2 separate regions of the Pungitius pungitius genome follow, and region 1 is linked to region 2. Evidence: chromatin contacts called from public Hi-C data. All regions are on one chromosome and are shown on one strand. The core of a region is the stretch at or near the end of the contact, and the rest is flanking DNA. Distances in the headings are between cores, read along the strand shown.

What was found. Hi-C and Micro-C count contacts between places; a contact is called where the count stands out from the background.
Region 1: a Hi-C map of muscle shows a contact between it and region 2, with 5 times the contacts expected there. The contact joins the promoter of ficd here to the promoter of atp6v0a2b in region 2. A contact is called at or near these places in 2 of 2 Hi-C or Micro-C datasets (both in muscle).

Annotation. Positions count from the first base shown.
Region 1 is chr5:11,550,596-11,554,307 of fPunPun2.1, forward strand. ficd (FIC domain protein adenylyltransferase) reads left to right here and starts at 2,431. Exons shown (of 2, transcript XM_037482619.2): 1 at 2,431-2,981; 2 at 3,169-3,712. The coding sequence starts at 2,711.
Region 2 is chr5:11,383,214-11,387,040 of fPunPun2.1, forward strand. It overlaps atp6v0a2b (ATPase H+ transporting V0 subunit a2b), which reads right to left and starts at 2,056. Exons shown (of 20, transcript XM_037482830.2): 1 at 1,436-2,056; 2 at 983-1,061; 3 at 520-617; 4 at 211-348; 5 at 1-56. The coding sequence starts at 1,552. tctn2 (tectonic family member 2) reads right to left here. Exons shown (of 18, transcript XM_037483163.2): 15 at 3,565-3,712; 16 at 3,300-3,443; 17 at 3,093-3,181; 18 at 2,728-2,955. The coding sequence ends at 2,846.

The sequences.
Region 1 (3,712 bases), core at 1,181-3,680, 170 kb after region 2:
CTGCAATGTTTCTCGACTAAAGCCAATTCTAAACTCAATTGCAGGAGCATATTGAGCAGTGGCAAAGATATCCCTGTATGGCCTATTGTGATTCAAGCCACTGGACAGCAGCCAGATAACGCAATAGTTTAGCGTCAATTAATTATGTCAACCCTCAGTTTAAGAAAAAGAGATCTTGATTAATTACGTCCACCCATTGGTTTATTGGTAACAACAGACCAGTAAAAAATGGCGGTTCACTTTGAAATTAGATCACGATCGAAATGTCAACTTCACAGAAGCCTTGTTAAATGGAAATCAATATTTTCAAATTAAACCGCAGATACAAAATTCCAAGGAGGTCTAAAAGCCACTGCCTGTTCTGAATCATTGGTCACAAAACGGCTACTTGTTTTTTTCTTTGTAGATTTGGGTTATAGATAAACTATCAGTTGTCGAAGCAGACTTATAGTCTGGAGTAGCCTTTGGGTTAAACTGCAGCCACAGTCTTATGTTTCCCATGATGCAACACGGGGCACCTTGTTATGAAAAGGTCAGCGCCTCGTTAACACCTACAGTGCGTCCATACAGCCAGACGGAATTTGACTTCAGGAAGTCGAGTAGCTGAGACATGATTTAGTGTTGGGTTCATTTCTCATGCAATAGAAAAAATAAAAAACAGTGAAGGCTCTATTTAAATGTATTTTTTAATGCCACCAGCACCTTTTTGCATGCAAGGTTTTTTGCATTATGGAGTGAAGGCTTCTAAGGCAGAGAGATACAATAAACGTGTCTTGGTGCAGAAGGAAAAATGATACAGCGCTGAGTCTGATTAAAGCCACAGATGACCATGGACATGCCTCGACGATAAGAGAGACGTTCTTTCTTCAGTTAATCCTTGGCAGCATGTTGATTACATATCATTGTGGTTTCTTTCTTCTTCTTTTTTTCACTGAATGTCAAACAAATGCAACATACTATTAGCCATAATAACATGCTACAGCTCTGTCTTTGCTTTGTGGTGGAGCACATGAATAACAGTGAAGAAATAACGCAGCTCAAGCACTATCCTCCAAGGTGAAGCTGCTGTGGGTCAGAGCAGCATTGGGGCTCTGTGGTGCTAAATGAGGTTACTGTGCAGCTCCACAGCTCAATGGGAGCACAGTGTGAAACATAACTTGACAAATTAAAAAAAAACTAAAATTCAGAAGGACCTACGTAATCTTTAAAACATAAAATCTTCCACGCGTTGTTCATTCATAACTTCCTCTGCCATGTCTGTGGCGTCAGCATGTTGTTGCAATGACAGGCTGTGACTATCAGCTCGGCTGCCATCTGCTGAAGATATGTATAATAGTGTTGGCTCTGGCACAAAGCCAGGAATCAATCCTTATCACCACAGGCTCTTCCCAGCTGGTGGAGGGGTATATTCTCTATAAATAGTTTTCTTTTTTAATCATAAAAGACACTAAACTAAATACCAATGACAAGAAGGAAAAATGCAACAGGAATGGAAAGATGACCATGGTAATAGAAGGCAGGAGTAAGAAGTTAAACTCCATACAGAGCTTCATAAACATATAGATTTGTCTATGGCATTCACAAACTGGATTGCACGAGAAGAAATCTTGATGAAGGGGATTTTGAGGCCAATTCTCTCCAGTCTTCAGGGGATTTGCAGGCTGGGATGTTTTAACCACATAGAAATGCTGCCCTCTTCTGCTTGTTGTATGCTTGTAATAAGATACAAGATTCAAGATATTCATTGTCATGTGTGCGGTTATCAAAGTTACAAATTCTTATAATGCAATGTCCTCCTTCCACATAATTACAATAAAACACTAAACAGAGAAAGATATTGGAATGAACGAGCATAATCTAATAATACTATGTATTAGTATTTAATGTAGCATCAAACCAATTTTGCATTAAGATTATTGCTATTATGTAAAGGATGAGCAACCCCAATTTCAATCTCATTCTTAGAGATGTCAATAGCTTTGGCGAACACTGCCACCAAGGCCGAACACCTGTTTTCATATCCATTTTGTGTTTTCTTACTTACTTACTGACAATAAACTATGATAACCCAAAAGAAATAGGGACCAATTCATTTATATTTTATCTAATTAAACAGAGTATCAAATAGGTAGGTTTGAAATGGAAAAATCATTGTTTCACCTACGGAAACATGAATATCAGCCCTAAAATAAGCAAATATCCATTTGTAATATGGTGCCTGTTAAAAACAACTCATCATAGTACACCACGTGACAGATTAAGTCAGAAGTGTTGCGATGGTTTCAGCCTCGCCTGGAAGGCTACACTTAGGGTGGCACTGTACTGTGTTTTGTACTAACCAATCAGAGTCCTTTACGAACTATTCGTTGTATTGCTGCGTTTTCCGCCAATCAGCAGCACTCTTGTACATCTTTTGACCAATGATATTCCAGGATGTTCAGACCAAGGAAGTTGGTGACGTTTCATGTGTCTACATTTTGTACACAACTTTACCGACGAACGAGAACAAGTCAGCCGCCTTCTAGTCGTTAATTGGTCGGTGTTTTAGAGTCACATAACGGAAGAAGATTTAAGTTGACCTCAGCTTCCGTTAGCTTACTTTCGGGCTGAATCTCCTTGAACATGTCTTCCTGCCGGTCAGCGCGAGCCGGGGTGGACCTACGCGGCGACCCGCATCACTAGAAGATGGAGGGGTTGACCCGGGATTGTCATGGCTGCTGCTGTGAAGGCGTGTTACACCAGCGGCCGCTTCCTGGGAGGATGGTGCCCGCTGCTGTGTGTCCTCCTCGGCTTTCTAGTGGCCGTCCTGATGCCCCTGGTGGGGGAGGAGGACCGATGCTGCGCCTCCCTGAGGGGCTTCGCGCAGCTCCGCTGCCAGCTGTGGGGAAGCTCTCCGCAGCCTCCAGCTGTGCAGTCCACCAGCCTCACCGTCCCTTTTACGGCCCTGGATGTTCTGCCTCTGAGGTCCAAGCCGAGCAAAGGTACCAAAGCCCCAGTGATGTACTCATCCACTTGTACAAGATTGTTGAGACAAGATTCCCCTAAATGTCCACTTTCTATGCATGTTGATTCTCAAATACAGCTGCCTTTACATATAATGGTCACTGCAGGAGCAAGGTCCTCAATCTCCAAAGTTTCTTTTCAATGCCCTGCACATTGTCATTGCAGAGATGAAGCTGGAGGCCAAAGCGGCGCTGCAGCTGGCTCTTGAGATGAGGAAACAGGGGAAGAAGGAGAAGGCTCACAAGCTGCTTGTGCACGCACTCGTCATGAATCCAGACTTTGTGGATGCCCTAACGGAGCTGGGCACCATTCTGGAGGAAGAGAAGGATGTTGTCCAGGCAGACCACCTCTACACCAAGGCCTTGGCCATCTCACCGTGTAACGCCAGAGCCCTGGTCAGCCGGGACCGAACTCTTCCCCTGGTGGAGGAGATCGACCAGCGTTACTTCAGCATCATTGACAGTAAAGTGCGCCGGCTTATGTCCATACCCAAAGGCAACTCGGCCCTGCGCAGGGTGATGGAGGAAACCTACTACCACCACATCTACCACACGGTGGCCATCGAAGGCAGCACGCTCACTTTGTCCGAGATCCGTCACATCATCGAGACTCGCTACGCCGTCGCCGGGAAGAGCCTGCAGGAGCAGAATGAGGCCATCGGCGTAGACGCCGCCATGAAGTACATCAACACCACGCTGCTGTCCAGAAC
Region 2 (3,827 bases), core at 806-3,305:
AGTGTGTCTTTTTCCAAGAAGGGGAATTCCTCATACTGAACCTGTAGCGGCTCTTGCTAAAAGTAAAAACAAGATGCCAGGAGGGTGAGGAAGAAAATTCAAAGACCAAATATGAATTGCCATATCATGATAAATGTATTTGCTCTTTAATAACCAAGATGGAAATTCTGGTGAAAAGAATACAGCTTCATCATAGAATGACATAGTAACCTCTGATGTCTTCTGTACAAAGCTGCGGCTGATGCGCAGCATGTGTGTGTACTCTGTCAGCTCCAACAGATTTCTCTGCAGCTTCTCTTTATTCCTGGTGACCTCCCCTAACTCTACTTCTAGCCTCTGCAGCTGCTCCTGTGAACACAGAAACACAGTGATAATGGGCCCTGCAATGATAATAGTTATTCTATTCAAATTGAATTTTTAAAGATTTTACAGACTAAAAAAGCAGAATAAAGTGTGATTCCATATTCTACATAGAGAACGCAGAGCACTCAACACTGATTTAACGAACAAATAACTGACCATTATAGCCATGACATGCTTGGGCAAAGGAGCCACTGGGTTCACATCTCCCTCTGGCAGAGAAATGTCTGCTTTCTTGACTTCCCTCAGAAGGTATCCTTTTAAAAATAAAGGGCAAACTTTCAAAGACAAACAGTATAGTGGCTGGCCTTTAAGAAAAAACAAAAAAAACAACAACACTGGATGTACAGAAAGACATTGGGTTAATCTCTCCTGCTCATCGAATTATTTAGTTAGTTTAGCAGATTTCTCTGAAACCAGCTGACATTTCTCATGACTGTAGGGTCACTTGCTCGCTATTCCTTTCGGTCACGGCTTCTTGCTCATCTGCTTTGCTTCTTCACGGTTATCAGAGCTTTGTTGTAATCCTGCATAGGGCAAACATATTTGATCTACTGCCTTGACTACCTCAATGCATACACATATTACTGACAAACCGTATTAAATATCAATATATTCTTACCGAGGATCCTCTCCATCTCTTCACATTTTTTAATCTCATTGACATGTTTCCGCTGGAATGCGTTAACACTGGGATTGAGCTGAAAAAAAGGTTAAGAAACATTTAAAGTCAAGTAAGGCATTATTACCAATCTGCATTTCCACTTATTGTCATAATCATCATAAATTATACGTTAAGTAACTATACTTTAAAGTAACATTACATTTGACATCAATTGTGATCAATGGGATTAGGGCTTCAATGATTATTTCCTGCATTAATCGATTACTTGTTTGGTCTAAAATCGTCTGAAAAAATGACGTTATCTGCTTTCATATGAATTAAGATGTAAAATTCTATAGGCAAAAAAAGATAAACTGAAGAACAGTTCCTAGAGTGCTTTTCGATGTTTGCCAACTCTGCAATAAGTTTCAAAGTGAGACATTGATGGGGGGTGTCTCGGCCGGGACTTACGTCTCTGAACTCCACCAGCCCGAGCTCCCCCAGTTCAACGACGCAGTCGTACGCCGACCCGGACTGCAGAAACAGCTGGGCCAGACACATCTCTTCCCCTCGCAGCAGAGAGCACATCTTGCTCGGGTGTTTGACCGTACGTTTCCTGCTCGGTGAGATGACGGGCTAATGTTAGCAGGCTAACTGACGATAAAGTCGTTTCCGTAAATTGAGCACGTCAAGGGCGGTTGGTCGCAGTCCTGGTTCGGGCGTTTAATGTTTCCGCTCCGGTGATGATACAATGTTTGAGTTGCATAACGCAGACTTGAGGCAGCTGACGTTATTGATAAAGATGAGGCTGTTAGCTAATACGCTAGCTTAGCCACCGGTGAGCAGTGTCTTTAGTTCAAGGAAAAACTTGTTTGGACCAAGTTGAATCTGAAGTTGGTGACTCAACCGATATTATGACCGCTAAGGTAACATGTTGAATGCAGTAGTCGCGAACCGTCTGATAATTTATGAAGTATTTAGCCAATGTTCGCTGGTCCTATCCATAGTGATCCACGTCACTTCTCCAACTGTTGAATACGTTCAACTTCCACAATTCCACAGAAGTAGATGTTCCCTTGACCAATCCCCATCGCCCCCTGGAGTCTGCGCACTACACATCCGAAAATATGTGAGCCCTCAACGCAGTCTGCAGGCGGAGGTAAACACTTACAGCGCATGCGTCAACTGTACATTGTTCTTACATTGCAGTTTACATAAATAGACCGACCAGTCTCATTTTTACACTTTACTGTTTTGTTTTAAAACAATTTTTTTTACTTTAGTACAATCTGTATTCTTTCTGTGTATTTTAATTGTTATTTATTTGCTGCTCCTGGTTGGTTGAGGGTTATCAAACAATAGTTTGGCGTATCACTAAAATGATAAAATGACTTTGGGCTGTACAAAAAAATCACTCAACACAAGTGAAAAAATGTACAAATGAGGGAGAATTAGATACGTCTTAATAATTTTTAATCGTTCTTAGAACTAATAGCACAATTCAGTTGGATTAAATTGTGCTACTGACCTGGGGAGATCACACTAGGTCAGATTCGGTCAGCTGACAGCCAGCAGACTAAGTCACACTCACTGTTAGCCACATCCGAAAAGTATGCTTATTTTTAGTAAAATACATAATTCATTACCACACTAAATGGAGTGAGTCAGTAGTCAGGTGAAGTCATTCAGACATATTAATAAGAATGTTGATGAAGTAGTGATCAGAAGTATGATGTGAGAGTGAGTTTGAGAAATAAGTCATAGAAAAAAATAGTTTAATACAAAATTGCACACCAGTACAATAATATACATTTCAACAGCTGTTGTACAGTTGTATTTACATTTCAGTGACTTAAATATTATCTTGCTTTGCCCCGAGGTTTAAGTCCATGCCTGTCGGATCAGTCTCCAGGGGGTCCCAAGAATCGAGGCAATGATGAAGAAGAAAACTAAGATGAGGCCCTTAGCCAATGACTGAGAATATGGTTCACCTGGGGAGGATGGAAGTTGAAATGTCACAAATGGTACTGTCAGTATCTGTTTGTTTTTTTCAAACACAAAAAGAGATTCATATTTTAGAGCTGTAGTTCCAATTTGCACTGGATAGGTTGTAAAGGACTAAGCCTACCTGTGTAATACTTTGTCATGGGAAAGCCAAGCTCAGGCCAACACACATCATTTCTGTTGCAGTCATACTCTGTAAAGTTGACCTGAAACCTGGAGTAAAGAAAATAAATCATCAGACTCTAGGTAAGCATCAGCCAGGTAGCTGGCTGGGGGAGACCCATTTGTTTTGGCTCAAGTTAACAGCTCTCTGTAGAAGGGTGCATCTTGCCTGGTTTTTGGTGGTCCTGTGTTGATGGGAATGTCAGTAAAAGTGACTGAGGAGGTGATGGGGAACAACTTGGTCTCCAATGGGTCCATACATGGAGAGACATCCCCTCCTCCACAATCCAGGGCCCAAGGGGAGAGAGTGTAGCTACAAGTGGCCAAAATAGGATCCATGTTTTACAAAGACTTTTAAAAAGGTAAAACATAAAATGATTAACGGGTGCATGGAAAATGCATTTTACACAATGCATTTCAAAGAGTATACACACCTGACTAGCACCGCACGGATATCCCTTTGAGGTCTGCCTTCTACCATGCCAGTGATAAGACTCAATACATGGATATGCTGGTGGGATGGAACCCCACTGCATGAACTTGGGGTGTCATTCATGGTTGTGCTTGAGTTCAGTGTCACAACTGGAATTTATAAGTTTGTGTAACATGTAGTTATAATGTGAATAAGCTATTTGTAATAAAGAATAACAAAAATAAAGTTAAATTTAACAAATATCTCACACTAATATATATGAAC